Linked DNA regions of Mus musculus: region 2 is linked to region 1. The links are chromatin contacts, called in public Micro-C maps. All regions are on one chromosome and are shown on one strand. Each heading gives the region's core, a stretch centred on a gene start, on an enhancer-like site or on the middle of the called end of the contact. The rest is flanking DNA. Distances are from core to core; before and after follow the strand shown.

Region 1 (3,524 bases), core at 665-3,164:
ATATCTTGCATGATATTTATGTAAACTGCAGCAGAGAAGCAAATTTGTGTATTTTGCTTTGCCTTTGTACACATTTCTTTCTCCTTCCAGAGTAGCATTCATGAAATGTCTTAAATGCCTTGCATGGGATTGCAGAGTTCACTGTGACCTCTGTACTGATCCATTGTCAGGCCCAGATGATGCACTTGAAGGACTCTTGGCCTTCTGTGGCTTAGTAGCCGTGATTCAGTTTGAATCACCCCATCATGGACCAGATGAAGGCTCCTTCCCATGGGATCCAAGCCATAGTCTTGAAAATCACTGTATTGCCCAAATTACTGAACTACTTTAGAGGCCTCTGGCGTTCACTGGCCTTTTCTTCATTTCCTTCTTTTGTTGATCTTGGCCCCTTTATCTTCCACCCACTTTATTACTCATTTCTTAGTGGCCTGCCACTGAGAAAATGAATCTGAAGCCATATGGGTTGAGTAACACAAACTTAAGAGAGTGCGGGGTGGGGGTAGGGGGAGGGGTGGAAAGTGTGTTCTCTGAACTTCCTTTGTTTATGTGGTCTGTTTATATGTTGTTAAGGTTGTGTTATCCAGCTGTCCCCCTACACTTCAAAAACTGACTTAAGATATCTGGAAAACACTCTTAAGAAGGCCATGTTGACACAGTGAGGAAAAAAAAAAAAACACTTAATTTGTTCTCTGCCAAATAATATATCCCTTTAGGAATGTGGAAATGGTGCCAAAAAGCTTCAGATGCCCAGTTCTGAGGCTCTTGGAAGGCCAGTGACTTCTAGGGACACTTTTAGAAATACATTGACCAAGTCCTTTTTAGGCTGGAGGCTGTGTGACTGTTAGACTATGGTATCTCTCTCTCTTTGTGGGGAAGGAACCAAGTTAAATGAACATTATTAACACTGGATTGGTAACCTCTCGTCTGGTCTTAAATAATATGAATTAAAACTTAGGTATATGTGAGTTGGGATCATTCTAGAAAACAAGTGGAATTCTCCAGTACTTGTTAGAGCCATTCCACTGTAAAAAAATACCTTGTCTTGAAGAAACTGAAGATGCTCTCAAGCTTCTGCACATGGCATGAAGGCCTGCCTCCTCTGCCTCCAGGCTTCCTGTGTGCCGGAGTTCCCAAGATAAATAGAGAAGCTTCTTTTGTCATGTTCAGCTATGGATGGATCTTGGTCTGCTAAATAATACGTTTAGACGTGAACTCAACTAAGACAAGAAATAAAGCGTCAGTATTAGTGTTTGGGAATTAAACCATCGAGCGGTGTGAATGTGGGGCGGCATCACCTGCAGCTGTTCCGATTCCCCCCCCCGCCCCCCCCCAGGATGAACACTGGCTGGCTCTGGCTGCTGTGCTGGCCTTAATCGCCCCTCCCCAGTAGCACGGAGGACTGCCCAGGGCCGCCTCAGTAAAATCCCTCCTTCACATCTCAATTCACCCACTGATTGCCGCCTTCTCTCTTGAGTGCTTTGCAGTTCCACTTAAGGGGCTGATGTTTGGGGTCACTATTGAGTGTTTTGTGTGAATATCACTTTCGTGATGAATTGGCGGCGGCTGCTGCTTTTAACTGTATGGGGTGAAGCCCTCGGTGGTAAACCTTGAAAGGGAAAAATCCTTCTCTGTAGAGATATGCTAAATGAAATTACTCTCTTTGTCTCTTTGTCCTTTTATCCTTGCAGTCCGATAACCTCAGGCTCCTGTGATTTATATGTTTTCTTCAATTAAGCCGAGCTGTTTGCTGGACGCAGGTGCATGCTATTCGTGCTGTGCGTTGTGGCAGTGAAGTGGTGCACGTTTCTGACCTGGAAGTGTGGTTTCTCTGACTCAGAACCACATCAGTGTGCCTTCCGCCCTCTGCTTCCTTTGCACTATTTCCTTTTTGAAGGGCTCGGTTTGTTGCCATGTAATCCGAGCATGATTCATGAGGGACTAAGAGCTGGTAGTGTTGTAATAATAATACTGCGTATAGTACTTCTCCAAACGCTTGCTGTCGTAGCCTGTTTATGAAGTACTTTCAGCTTAATCCCTCTCAGTAAGTTAAGTCAGTTAAGCTTTGTAAGTTAAGTCAGCAGTTTTGTCTCTGTCCACAATGGTGAAATCTTAGCTTGAAGTGATTGGCTAAATATCTTGCTCAAGGTTTCAGCCCCTCTAGGTCACTCCACCTAAAAATCTCTACAGGAAAGGAATGCTTTTGATGGCCTGGGGAGATGGGGCAGTGGGTAAAAACACTTGCTGCACAGACCTCACAGTGGAAAAACAACCTCTGACCTCCACACAAAAACCGTGGTACACACACACACATGCAATGCACACACAACAATAATAAGTTAAAGTTGTTTACTTTCTTAAAGAACACTTTAGAGACACAGACCATATGAAGCCCAAGAAGAAGGAAAGCCAAAATGTGGATGCTTCAGTGCCTCTTAGAAGGGTGAACAAAATACAGGAGGAAATATGGAGACAAAGTGTAGAGCAGAGACTGAAGAAAAGGCCATCCAGAGACTGCCCCATCTAGGGATCCACCCCATATGCAGCCACCAATCCTGGACACTATTGTGGATGCCGGGAAGTGCTTGCTGACAGAAGCCTGATATGGCTGTCTCCTGAGAAGCTCTGCCAGAGCCCGACAAATAGAGAGGCAGGTGCTCGCAGCCAACTATTGGACTGAGCGTGGGGTTCCCGATGGAGGACTGGAGAAGGAACTGAAGGAGCTGAGGGGGTTTGCAACCCCATGGAGGAAGCATCAGTGTCAACTGGCCAGACCCTCCCCCAACCCCCACTTAGCTCCCAGGGATGGCACTACCAACCAAAGAGTACACATGTAGAGACCCATGGCACTGGCCAAATATGTGGCAGAGGATGGCCTTGTTGGACATCAGTGGGAGGACTGGCCCTCAGGCCTGAAGGTGTTCGATGTCCCAATGTAGGAAAATGCCAGGGAAGATAGTGGGTGGGTGGGGGAGCACCCTTATAGAGCCAGGGAGAGGGGGCATGGGATAGGGGCTTCCGAAGGGGAGACCTGGAAAGGGGAAAACATTTGAAATATAAATAAAGAAAATATTCAATGAAAAAGGGGGAGGAGGAGGAGGAAGAAAGAGGGGGGAAGAATGGGAAAAAACAGTTTAGAGCATGAATAAAAGATTTTCCAAAGTATGCCATGCTTATTAAAACTGGGCTTGTTTACATTTATTTGTATGATGTGTAGTGTATGTATGTGTCGCGTATTCTCATGTGTGTACATGTGCACACATTTGTGCATATAGAGAAGACCATTGGGTGTCCTAGTCTGTCAACTTCTCATGAATTCCCTTAAGACAGGGCTTCTCACTGACTCTGGAGCTCACTGTGTCAGCTAGCATGGCTTCCAGTAATTCCCAGTGACTCTCCAGTCTGTCCCCTCTCCCCAGCACTGGGTTTCTAAGTGTGCTGCAGGGCCATACCTAGCTTCATACTGAGTGCTGAGGATTAAGATGGGCTCCTGGTGCTTGTACAGTGCCTGCCACTCTTACTTACCC
Region 2 (3,524 bases), core at 706-3,205, 87 kb after region 1:
AGGATGGTGGGGACTTGGGTGAGGCAGCTTCTGGTGACAGCAGCGAGGTGTGTCTTACACCTCTGTATTCAGTTCCTTGCTTCCCCCTCCCCCACTTAGCCAGCTGTCTCTAAGCCTTGGTTTGCAGACCTGGAAGATGGTAGCATCTGTCCCTCTCTGCTTTGTAGCAACCACCAGGGGGGAAAGTCTCTTAACAAGAGACCCTTCCCTGTATATGACTTAAGTGTTGTAATAAAAGACAAGATTGTTTGCATAGTTCTATAGATAACAGAGACTGAAGTGGGAAAGGTAGGGGCATGACCAAACCCTCAGAGGACTAGCCTTTGGTTTGTGTCCCCTAAGTCTCTCTTCACAACTCTGTCCTTTCCTGGATCCTAGCAGGTAGGACAGCTGACTTGCTGGGGCCCAGGCTGGAGTCCCATATGGCCCTGTGCTGTGTCAAGCATGATTCTTCAGCCCCAGCTCCTCAGAAAGCTCTTGAATTCTAAAGACCCATAGGCATTGTGGACCTGAAAGTGAGATCAGCTGTGGAAATACCTGCCCTAAGTCACACACACACACACACACACACACACACACACACACACACACACCATATACCTATACCATAACATACACACACACACACACACACACACTACATACCACCCTCCCACAACCCCTCACACCACAACACTCACACAAATATCATACACACACACACACCATACCATACCACCCCTCTGCACAAAATGCCATACCCCTTCCCTACCACCACCCCACACATGTACCCCATATACCATACCCCTCCCTCCTCATCATACACACACACACACACACACACACACACACACACACACACACTTCTTCTTTTTCTTTTTCTTTTTTTCTTTTCTTTTTTGGTTTTTCGAGACAAGATTTTTCTGTATAGCCCTGGCTGTCATGGAACTCACTCTGTAGACCAGGCTGGCCTCGAACTCAGAAATCTGCCTGCCTCTCCTCCCAAGTGCTGGGATTAAAGGCATGCACTACCACTGCCTGGCTAGACACACATGAGAATGCATACACATACCACGCACTACCCTCCCACAACCCCTCACATAACAACACCCCCCAAAATACCATACACACACACACACACACACACACACACACACACACCACACCACTCCCCCACCATATACCATACTCTTTCCCTATCACCACACCACACCACACACATACCCCATGTAGCATAACCCTCCTTTACCACACCAACCGCCCCCCACAACACACACACCCTACGCGTGTCCCACCCTCTTCCTGGGTTCCTGGCTGTGTGCTCCCCCTTTCACCCCCAAGCCTGCCGGGCTTGGATCTGCTGCCCTCCTCAGCATCTGGTTCCTCCTCAGGATGTAATGCTGTTGCCCCTAGCAACCGAGTTTCAGCCTGATCCTCTTCCCTCCTCCCTCTTTCTGGACCTCTGCTTTCTTCCTCCCTTCCCCCAACCTCAGAGCCAGTGCCCAGACCCAGAACTCTCCCAGAAGATCATGTGCCAGCTTAGTGACCAGCGAAGCTCTCTGATCTTCCCAGTTTGCTAAGCAACTGATGACCACGGTCAGTACTCTACCTGCCTGGCTGACTTGGAACTAAGGTAGCTGAAGACTAGTGCTGGAGGCACGAGGGGTGTCCTAGACTTGCAAGTGGGGCTCTCTGCACACCCAGGCACAGAGTCAGCAACTAGAGAGAAGGCGGTTGACTCCAGAGATAAGAGAGTTCCCCGGCCAGGAGGTATGCAAGAAGAGGCTATCTAATGAGGATGGTGCTGGTATGGCTCAGGGCATTAAGACAGGCAGCCCTCACATGCCTGGCTGTCCCTTTCAGCCATAGTTTTTTGTTTTGGGTTTTTTTTTCTCTTCCTGTCTCCACAGTCCCTTCTTTCTCTACTCTCTCGCCTCCCAGATGAGTCGCAGAGAGGACAGCTTAGGGAGAGGCTCTTGGAGAAAATGACATCATCAACTTCAGGGTAAGCCCAAGGCTGGGAGCAGGGAGACATAGCAGGACATAGCAAGACAGTGGCCACCAGACCCAGCACTTTCCTGCCTCGCTCCTTTCTTTTCCAGACACCCATAGCTACCCTGCTGCCCTGCCCTACTCTCTCCCACTCGGGCCTCCTGAATGGCCTGTGGTGTCCAATCTGCCTGTACCCCTCTCAGCCTCCTCATACTCTTGCCCGGGTCCCTGCACTGCTTCTCCCTCTCCTGCGGGATGCACTGCCCTGCCTTTCACCAGGATTCATCTGAGAGGTGCCTCCTCCAGGAAGCCTCCCTTGACTGTCCAGGTTGCTTGGGGTATGCCTCTGCTGACCTTCTGTCCTAAGCTGTTTGTCAGCTTTCTCATCCTGCCCAGTGGTTACTGTTTGGTTACAAGTTTCTCCTGATGGCCCCCGGAAGGTCTTCTTCAGGCCAGGAATTTTGTGTCCATGTTTATTAACAAATACTAAACAAGACTAGTATAACAACACCCTTCCTCTCTCTGGGTCTGTTTCCCCATCTGGAATGTGAGGGAGACAGGCCAGGGCAGGCTCCTATTGAATAGCCAAAACCAAGCTGTTAGCAGGGTCAGAGACCATCTGACTCAGCTTCCTGTCCAAGTCACAGGACTGAGCAATGGGACCTTGAGCAGTGAGTGACAAACACAGGAGCTATGGGGTCTGGTACAGACTGAGCCAGTCCAGCCCTCGCTCTGGGGTCCCTGGGGCTCTGCTGCCCTCCAGTGGCTGGAGGCCCCTGGGCACTTAGAAGCCTTGGTTTCTGACTATCCCACATACATCTAAAGTATCATAGGGCATATGGTGGGGCAGGGGCATGTCGTTGTCACCCAGAAAGTTAGGAGCAGTTACCAAAGCAGACCTTGGGGATCCCACACCCCAGCACTTCCAGACTCTGAATGGGGCATCGTTGTTTGTCAAGAGTCAAGCCTTGGTGTGGGGGTGGGGGGTCTCCGCACCTGTCACCTCAACTTTGTCATATGGTAGCCTTTCTCTGACAGCCATCGTTCTCAGCACAGACTTCGCTGACCCTTTGTCTAGTGCTCTTCGGCTCCTGCTCAGGGTCCTTCCAGCTTCAGTAAACAGTGTTGGGGGGTTGAAGGGTGCCTTAGTCCCCTCCCTCCTTAATTAATAAAATACTTAAAATAATGGCAGCCGTCATGATTGATGGACAGGGCCTAGCTAATTACCCTGGAGATTAAAATGACTGTTTCTGTTTAAAAAGGCTGCAAATGAGTTAATTATTTCCTTTGCTCACCTCTCTAACCTTGTTACACTTCTAAATGAATAGCAATATTGATCTTGGAACTGATTTTGGTGTTCCACCGCCCGAGCGGGTTTAATTAGGGTTTGAGCACACTGCAGCGCCTCCTCCTTCTGACCGGGGAAATTAGCCTTGGGTTTTACTTACATTTCATAGCCGTGTCCTCCACACAAACAGAAGGGCTGCAACATGGCAGTCGACGCCTGCCAGCTCGCCGGCTTGGCGCTGCCCTGGCTCTCAGTTCTGCTCTGT

The links. Hi-C and Micro-C count contacts between places; a contact is called where the count stands out from the background.
Region 2: a contact with region 1 is called in a Micro-C map of muscle stem cells, with 8 times the contacts expected there. The contact joins two enhancer-like sites. A contact is called at or near these places in 5 of 484 Hi-C or Micro-C datasets (CD8 T cells, the HL-1 cell line, embryonic fibroblasts and 1 more), 2 of 115 datasets of contacts at active chromatin or transcription factors (embryonic stem cells and pancreatic cancer cells) and 1 of 9 other capture datasets (embryonic stem cells).

The regions. Positions count from the first base shown.
Region 1 is chr9:56,463,592-56,467,115 of GRCm38.p6, forward strand. All of the region lies in intron 1 of Hmg20a (high mobility group 20A), which reads left to right. Among named protein-coding and RNA genes, the nearest start is that of Hmg20a, 47 kb to the left of the region's middle. Within about 2 kb of position 1,915, at least 178 of the 459 cell types and tissues checked have an H3K27ac peak or open chromatin away from gene starts, as enhancers often do. A contact at or near this core is called in CD8 T cells, the HL-1 cell line, embryonic fibroblasts and 2 more, where this site is marked.
Region 2 is chr9:56,550,341-56,553,864 of GRCm38.p6, forward strand. No RefSeq gene overlaps it. Among named protein-coding and RNA genes, the nearest start is that of Gm31529, 28 kb to the right of the region's middle. Within about 2 kb of position 1,956, at least 150 of the 459 cell types and tissues checked have an H3K27ac peak or open chromatin away from gene starts, as enhancers often do. A contact at or near this core is called in CD8 T cells, the HL-1 cell line, embryonic fibroblasts and 2 more, where this site is marked.